3 separate regions of the Sus scrofa genome follow, and regions 1 and 3 are each linked to region 2. The links are chromatin contacts, called in public HiChIP or PLAC-seq maps. All regions are on one chromosome and are shown on one strand. Each heading gives the region's core, a stretch centred on a gene start, on an enhancer-like site or on the middle of the called end of the contact. The rest is flanking DNA. Distances are from core to core; before and after follow the strand shown.

Region 1 (2,706 bases), core at 10-2,509, 130 kb after region 2:
ACAGCTTGGGTCCTCTTGACTCTTTTATTTTTTTCATTAAAAAAAAAATTTTTTTTTTTACCTCTTGACTCTTAACAATAAAACACAAGAGGAAAGACATGAATTGAAGAAGGAACTGTTAAGCAAAAAAAGCAGCAGAACTTCAAAATCTAGAAAATTCTCAGCCTGTTCAAAAGAACGGAAAGCAAGCAAGCAAGGAAGAAAGCAAGGAAGGAAGGAAGAGGGAGGAGGGAGGGAGGGAAGCAGGGAGGAAGGAAGGAAGAAAGAGAGCGAGAGAGCATGCTGGGAATAGGATACCAAGGGTATGACTAGACTATCACTTGATTTTTTGACTATAGGAACAGAAACATTGCTAGTGAGAACTGAAGGGAAGAGAGCAGAGGAGATGAGGGAAGGCTGCTGGACTTCTTACAGGGCAAAGAACTACCTGTGAATGTACATCACCCTTCAAAAAAGAGAAGGGTAACCCTGAAGGTGGTTTAGAGATCATCAGGGCTGCTACTCTCACCACAGGCCCAAGGCCAGGGCTGATTTTTTTCCCCCGGGTTTCAAAAGGTACAGCTATCTTTCGGGTTTAGGTGGGCCAAGATGCCCCTCCCAGCCCAGGGGTAGAACCTCTGCAGAGAGCCTTGGGTGAGAAGCCCGACAAAGTTGTGGGGGTGACTTTTCTCCAGTGGAGCTGGAGGGCAGAGGACTGAAAAAAAGGGGATTTTCCCTGAGCCTTAAAATCTAATACAATTTCCCTTCCTGGATTTTGGACTTGCCTAGGACATATGTCTTTCCTGTGCCTGACCGAGCATTATGTGTGGAAGCACACAACTCATCTGGTTTCACGGCGCCCAGTTGTTGAGGAATTTTGCCTCAGGATGAACTGGACCTGAGTCTCATCCATATCTGATTTAGATGCTATCTAGATGAAACTTTGTACTGTGGAGTTGATGCTGGATTGAGTTAAGAGTTTGGGGGCTGTTGCGACAGAATGAATGTATTCTGAATGTGAGAAGCACATAAATTATGGAAGGCCAGGAGCAGAACATCATAGACTGAATGTTTTTGTCTCTTCAAATTCACATGCTGAATCCCTACCATCCCCCTCCCAGCCCCCAGCCGCCTACTCACCGGTGTAGCTATAGTTGGTGATGTGGCCTCTGAGGAAAAGAACTAAGGTTAGATTGAGGTCATGAGGATGGAGGCACTGATCTGATAGGATTAGGGTACTGATAAGGAGAGATCCAGAGAGCTGAATTTCTCTCTCTCTCTCTCTCTTCATGAGCGCACAGCCAGATGGCAGCTGCCTGTATGCCATGAAGACAGCCCTTGCCAGAATTAGATCATGCTGGCACCCCAATCTCAGAATTCCAGTCTCCAGAACTGTGAGCATTAAACGGCCCGTTCTGTGGTAATTTGTTATGGCTGCCCAAGCTGAGACAGGGGCTATTACAGGTTAAATTTCCCAAATGTGGTACATGAGACCATCTAGTGTGCATATTGACCCCTTTCCCCCACACAAAGCAGGGACTTTCTTTGAAAGACCTCCTTATTTAAAAATCTTTCATAGCATTGTAGGTAATATTCTTGGCTCAGAAAATAGGATTGAAATACTGAAAATAACTTTTAAAAAGTCATATGGTTGTTAAATTAACTGTTTTTATAAATTTAACATCAATTGAAAAAACAAATAAATGCACTGACAAAAATTTCAGCACAATTACAAAATAGCGAATTACTTACTGTGGATGGTTACTAGAGTCCTCTAGTGTTTAAAGCTTATACCCACTCTCCTCTAAGTAATCCTAAAGGAAGCTAAAATTGCGTGTGCATCTGTACAGAACAGCATACCCACTGCAAGGCCAACACACTGTAAACCTTGAGGCAAAAACAACTTGCTGATGCGCTGCTAGAATCCAGGGTATCCCTACTACCATGCTATTCTGATACTTACTCCAACACCAACCCTCAACACCTTCCCACTTTCAAGGAACTATTAATAAGGGATATGCTAACAAACAACTTCTTTTTTTTTTTTTTTTTTTTTTTTTTTTGCCTTTTCTAGGGCTGCTCCCATGGCATATGGAGGTTCCCAGGCTAGGGGTCTAATCGGAGCTGTAGCCACCAGCCTATGCCAGAGCTGCAGCAATGTGGGATCCGAGCTGCATCTGTGACCTACACTACAGCTCACGGCAATGCCAGATCCTTAACCCACTGAGCGAGGCCAAGGATCGAACCCACAACCTCATGGTTCCTAGTTGGATTTGTTAACCACTGCGCCACGACGGGAACGCCTAACAAACAACTTCTAAATCATCAGTTAAATCACTTTAAATTGGGTTAAAATAGGCAAAATCTACAATCAGCTGGGGCAGTGCATGTCCCAGTAGGAGTACAATGAATTCACAACTACTAAAGAAAAGCAGATATTCTGGTTTTAGGTGCTATTTCCTTCCAAGAACACTGAGTGTGACAGTATAAAAGACATCATCTCTTGAAGGGCGTACAGGGAGAGACCAGAGAGAGCAATCATAAGTGCAATACCCAGTGGCCCTGAGGGGAAGCACTGAGAATGAATGACTTTACACGGGAACAATGGACAGGGCCAGGTAAAAGTGCAACACAGAATTGCAAAGTAGAAATCAGCAAGACTTGATGAAGTCAAATTTTCTCAGAAAAGAAACAGGCACAGATAGTGATTCACATGTGCCTTCAGCT
Region 2 (2,700 bases), core at 189-2,688:
TTAAAAGCAATGTTCCATTCATGCCTAAAACACTGACTTTCACCTAAATAAAATCCCTTCCCCTACCTTCATGATTTTTAGCAAGTGGTGCCTGCTGGCACTGGCCAGGGAGGGGCTGCTTGAATTCTGCTGCTGGTGGACATGGGCCTGGCTGCTGGGAGCTTCAGCTTTCCAACCTGTACAATCCAGATAACTTCACTTTGCTTCACACCCAGCTAAGTGCCCACACCCATATGTGCTCAGAACCCTGGTTTCCTGCACCCACCAGGCAAATTCACATTGTTACCAATGCAGTTTATCAACAAGAAGGTGGTTTTCTCCTATCACGCTTCAGCCCACCCCTTATATCATGAGTGTGCTCCTCAGTAAAAGGGTTGATCTGCAGGAAGGGGCTCAGTGAAACCAGCCTATGGTCAGCCTGGTGGTGCTGTCCCCAATATCCAGCTCCTGAAGTTCTGTTGTAAGTGAAGCTCCTCTCTATGTAAAGCAATCAAGGCTTATTAGCAAACCCAGTGTCCTCTACCTGCCCAGCCACAGGGCACCCCATCCTGGCCACCAGAGCCTGACTACGGCACTTGGACTCCATGAATTTCTGAGACATGAGGGTGAGGCTGGGAGAACTGACTGAAACTGGTGCCAAATGAAACTACACAGCACATGCCAGCAACATAAAATAAGAGAGATAAGAGGTTCCCAGTTCAATCCCAGGCATATCATGATAGAAGGATAAAGTCCATCATGGAGTTAATATTTGTCTTTAAGAATGTTTCTTTCCTTCTCGTAACAGCCAAATGTCCCATCATTAAAGATCACTTTAAAAATTCTAGAAATGCGTGCATTGTTAATCTGTGAAAGCAATGGAACAAAGTACAAGGAATAAGGAAAACAAATGTTGATTCATAGATGGGGTTTTAGTAAGACTATAATTTAATTCCCCTTTGAAGTTTTAAATGCCCCTCCCCAACTTTTCAAAAGTATTTATTTTTCCCTCCTTTCATTCTGTGACTCAGTAAGATAGATACATAAGAACATAGAAGCAGTGTATGTGTGTGTGTGTATCTGTGTGTGTGTGTGTGTGTGTGTGTGTGTGTGTCTATGCTTGTGTTCCGAGAGAGAAGCAGATGAAGTGACATGTGGGATGTTTACACGAGTCAGGGAAGTAGTTCTGAGCAGTCCACCAAGAATTCCCGGAATCAGAATCAGGCTCCGCTGTTTTATTCTAGGTCAGTGTCAACTGAAACAGCCTCTGAAAATCAACAAGGATCTTTCTCTTCACATTATAATCCCTACTAAGCCTCAATTTAAGGACGAGAAACAGAAGAAATTAGAGGATGAAGTGAGAAAAAAAGCAAGAGAGAGAGAGAAAGGGGAAGGAAGCTGAGAGGGGAGTTTGGACCAGACCCGGGGCGGGGGAGTTGGGGGGAGTGCAGAGGAAGAGAGCCGAGGGGGCAGGGCCTTCCCAGCTCCAGCCCGCACGCAGACGGGAAACCAGATACAGCAGGACACTGTGTCCTCCTGAAAAACAACCAGACTGCACTCCTAAAGTAAACAGTTAATCCCGCTGTTTATCTTCTTAACATGAGATGTTAGCAGGATGATCCCTACTGCACAGAAATGTGGTCTCTACTCATTTAAAAATCCTATTTCTCTTTGCTAAAATAAAAGTGTGACATGAAAACTTTCTAGTATCAGTGAACAGGAAGGAATAATAATCTTTCTTTGCTGAAAGTGACTTAACTAAAGGATGGCAAAAAGCCTGAGAAAGGCCTTTTCCACACTCATACTTCCTCTTCATTATTGGAAAATACTGTATTGCTGAAATCAACCAAACAAAAAACACTGCTGCCAGCTTGGTCTTTAAGGAGGACACGAATAATGCTGACATAATTGTGGTGTCCTGGGCTTGGACTGTGGTCTCAGTTCCTAGAGATAAGACTGTGACCGGACCAAGACAAGTCAGAAGAGGACATTTTACACATTCATACAAGTTTGCCTCCAGAACGAATTTTCAAAGGTACAGTTACTCTCACATATTTTTGTTAGTTGAAATTTCTACTGAAGGAAGCAGCTGTGAGAGTCACCAGAGACCCTTATATAAGTACTTGGCCCCTTCTCCCAGTATCCTGGGCATCAGTAAGACTTCGCGCCAGACCCCTCATGGCTATGATCCACCCACCCAGGCCAGGGCTCACTCACTTGACTGGTCTCTCACCTGTGTGTGTTTGGAGCTGTGAAGTTTCATCACTTGTGGAGGACCCTGTGCCCACCAGCACAAGGACCCTTGTGACACCTTTTACCACCTACCTCCCTACCATCCACCCATAACATCTAATTTGTCCTCCATTTCTGAAATACGGCCACTTCAAAATGTTATAAAAATGGAATCAAGTAGTATATGATCTCTGGGATTAATTTTTTTCCCTTAGCATAGTTCCCTGGTGATAATCCAAGTTATTATGCCTTTTATTTTTATAACAGCTTTGTTGAGGCCTAATTTACATACTATAGAAATTCATCCCTTTTATTGTGGCAAAATAACCATAACATAAAATTTATAATTTCACCATCTTCATGTGTACAATTCAGTGGCATCAAGTACATGCACATGTTCTGCAACCAGCAGCACTAACTAGTCCTAGTCCCAGAATATTTCCCCAAAAGGAAATCCCAACCTGTTAAGCAGCCTTCCTTTTGTCTCCT
Region 3 (2,838 bases), core at 239-2,738, 220 kb after region 2:
CACACCTATAGCACATGGAAGTTCCCAGGCTGGAGGTCGAATCGGAGCTACAGATGCCTGCCTAGGCCACCCACAGCAACGCAGGATCCGAGCTACATCTGCAACCTACACCATAGCTCACAGTAACGCCAGATCTCCAACCCACTGAGTGAGGTCAGGGATCAAACTCGTATCTCCATGGATACTACTCGGATTCATTTCCATTGAGCACAACTGGAACTCCCTTGTCAATTTCTATGTAAACTTATTTTAGAGAGGGTTTCTGAGTGCTTTTGATTATGATAATTAAATTCTTTCAACTCTATAACGATGTATATACATTGGATAGCACTTAGACTAACAATTAATACATAGTCATATCATTTTATTCTAATTCATCATTAAAACTAAAGTGAAATTGAATGTCTTCTGAATATATAGAAATAAATAAAAATAGAGAATTATAAATATGCTCATTCAATCTACAAATACTTTCTAAGTTTGTCTGATCACTTTCTAAATATCCTCCTATGTGAGAATATAAAACTGTGCTTATTCCAATTCTGTTAAACCTTTTCCATATTTCATCTTCTGTGACATACTGAATTATTTGTTCTGCCCCTACTGTTAAGAGTACAAAAAACACAACTGGTTATTTTGTTTGTTTTTTTACCTTTTTTTAAAATTAAAGTATAATTGGAATCCGACTAGGAACCATGAGGTTGCGGGTTCGGTCCCTGCCCTTGCCATGAGCTGTGGTGTAGGTTGCAGACGCGGCTCGGATCCCGAGTTGCTGTGGCTCTGGCGTAGGCCGGTGGCTACAGCTCCGATTCAACCCCTAGCCTGGGAACCTCCATATGCCGCGGGAGCGGCCCAAGAAATAGCAGCAACAACAACAACAAAAAGACAAAAGACAAAAAAAAAAAAAAAAAAAAAAAAAATTAAAGTATAATTGATTTACAATGTTGTACCAAGGAACACATCTGTTTTATAACAATGAATCCATATTTCAAATTTGAAAATCACATTTGTTTTCCCTTTAAAACTGCATGAACTAGAGAGTTCCCGCTGTGGCACAGCATAAATGAATCGGACTAGCATCCATGAGGATGCAGGTCCAATCCCTGGCCTCGCTCGCTCAGTGGGTTGGGGATCTGGTGTTGCTGTGAGCTGTGGTGTAGGTGGCAGACACGGCTTGGATCTGGTGTTGCTGTGGCTGTGGTGTAGGCAGGCATCTGTAGCTCCAATTGGGCCTGTAGCCTGGGAACCTCCATATGCCACTGGTGTGGCCCTGAAAAAGCAAAAAAAGCAAAAAACAAAAAACAAATCCTACATGAACTACTTTCAGATCTTGTTTATGCCAGCCAGCTTCTCTTACGCACCTTCACCAAAAGCTCAAACCTCACTAGGGTTATCTGATATTTATTAAACCTATTAGCCTATACTTGCATAGGAGTCACTACATAAAGCAGAAGAAAATTACATAACAAAGCTCACCTAAATCCAATTTTCTTCACACTTCCTTAAAAATGTAGGTTACACAGAAAACTCACTGCTGTATCTCTGCTGCCCTCTATAGGAATGATTCTTGGAAGACACTAATAAGATAAATCAAAAACCCAGACAGCAATACTGAACCATAGGAAAAATCACATCAATAATCAACTCCATTTGACAAATGTCCTAAAAGGCAACATTATGGTCTTTGATTTCCATCATGCTTTTCCTCCAAGTTGTTATGTAATGATGCTATACTTCAAGAAAATGAACTTAAGTAATTAAGAGAACTTGGGACCAGACTCTATGAGTTAGAAGCTCATTCTGACATTTATTAGCTATGTCTCCATTCCCTTATCTATAAAATGGGGCTAATAACATCTAGATAACACCATCAGCACTTAGCAAAGTGTCTCAGATAAAGAAAGAACTCAGGGTTACTGTGTTTTATTAATATTATTGCTATTACTATTATTGACAAAATGGTCAGGACCACAGCACTGAAGCCAAAGTCCCTGAGTAAAATCTAGGTTCATTTTGAGTTCATATTTGTGTATGGTGTTAGAGAAATTTTTTTTGGGTCTTTTTAGGGCCTCACCCATGGCATATGGAAGTTCCCCGCTAGGGGTCGAATCAGTGCTGCAGCTGCTAGCCTACGCCATCAGCCACTGCAACACCAAATGTAAGCCACAATCTGTGACCAACACCATAGCTCATGGCAATACCAGAGGATCTTCAACCCACTGAGCAAGACCATGGATTGAACCTGTGTCCTCATGGATACTAGCTGGGTTCTTTACCACTGAGCCACAATGGGAACTCCTACAGAATGTTCTAATTTCATTCTTTGACATATATCTGTGTAGTTTTCCCAGCACCACTTATTGAAGAGACTATCTTTCCTCCACTGTAGGTTCTCTCATCCTTTGTCATAGATTACTTGACCATAGGTGCTTGTGTTTATCCTGTACCATTGATCTGTATTTCCGTTTCTGTCCCAGTACTGCTTTGATTACTGTAGCTTTGTAGTATAGTCTGAAGTCAGGATATCCGATTCCTCCAGTTCCGTTCTTCTTTTTCAATACTGCTTTTGCTATTCGGGGTCTTTTGTGTTTCCATACAAATTTTAAAATATTTTGTTCTGGTTCTATAAAGAATGAACGTCACTAGTAATTTGATAAGGATTGCACTGAATCTGTAGATTGCCTTGGGTAGCATAGTCATTTTGACAATAGTGATTCTTTCAATCCAAGAGATTCTCATACTAAGTGAAGTAAGTCAGAAAGAGAAAGACAAATACCATATGATATTGCTTATATGTGGAAATTAAAATATGGCACAAATGAATCTATCAAACAGAAA

Evidence for each region. HiChIP or PLAC-seq counts read pairs in DNA pulled down with a chosen protein or histone mark.
Region 1: a contact with region 2 is called in an H3K27ac HiChIP or PLAC-seq map of skeletal muscle. The contact joins two enhancer-like sites. A contact is called at or near these places in 7 of 47 Hi-C or Micro-C datasets (embryonic fibroblasts, heart right ventricle, mesenteric adipose tissue and 3 more) and 2 of 2 datasets of contacts at active chromatin or transcription factors (alveolar macrophages and skeletal muscle).
Region 3: an H3K27ac HiChIP or PLAC-seq map of alveolar macrophages shows a contact between it and region 2. The contact joins two enhancer-like sites. A contact is called at or near these places in 6 of 47 Hi-C or Micro-C datasets (embryonic fibroblasts, liver, skeletal muscle and 1 more) and 2 of 2 datasets of contacts at active chromatin or transcription factors (alveolar macrophages and skeletal muscle).

What each region holds. Positions count from the first base shown.
Region 1 is chr4:80,069,477-80,072,182 of Sscrofa11.1, forward strand. All of the region lies in intron 7 of SPIDR (DNA repair-scaffolding protein), which reads right to left. Among named protein-coding and RNA genes, the nearest start is that of SPIDR, 120 kb to the right of the region's middle. Within about 2 kb of position 1,260, at least 11 of the 83 cell types and tissues checked have an H3K27ac peak or open chromatin away from gene starts, as enhancers often do. A contact at or near this core is called in omental adipose tissue and skeletal muscle, where this site is marked.
Region 2 is chr4:79,937,258-79,939,957 of Sscrofa11.1, forward strand. The region is part of intron 10 of SPIDR (DNA repair-scaffolding protein); the gene reads right to left. Among named protein-coding and RNA genes, the nearest start is that of CEBPD, 66 kb to the left of the region's middle. Within about 2 kb of position 1,439, at least 46 of the 83 cell types and tissues checked have an H3K27ac peak or open chromatin away from gene starts, as enhancers often do. A contact at or near this core is called in alveolar macrophages, liver, omental adipose tissue and 1 more, where this site is marked.
Region 3 is chr4:80,154,528-80,157,365 of Sscrofa11.1, forward strand. The region is part of intron 5 of SPIDR (DNA repair-scaffolding protein); the gene reads right to left. Among named protein-coding and RNA genes, the nearest start is that of SPIDR, 35 kb to the right of the region's middle. Within about 2 kb of position 1,489, at least 18 of the 83 cell types and tissues checked have an H3K27ac peak or open chromatin away from gene starts, as enhancers often do. A contact at or near this core is called in alveolar macrophages, liver and skeletal muscle, where this site is marked.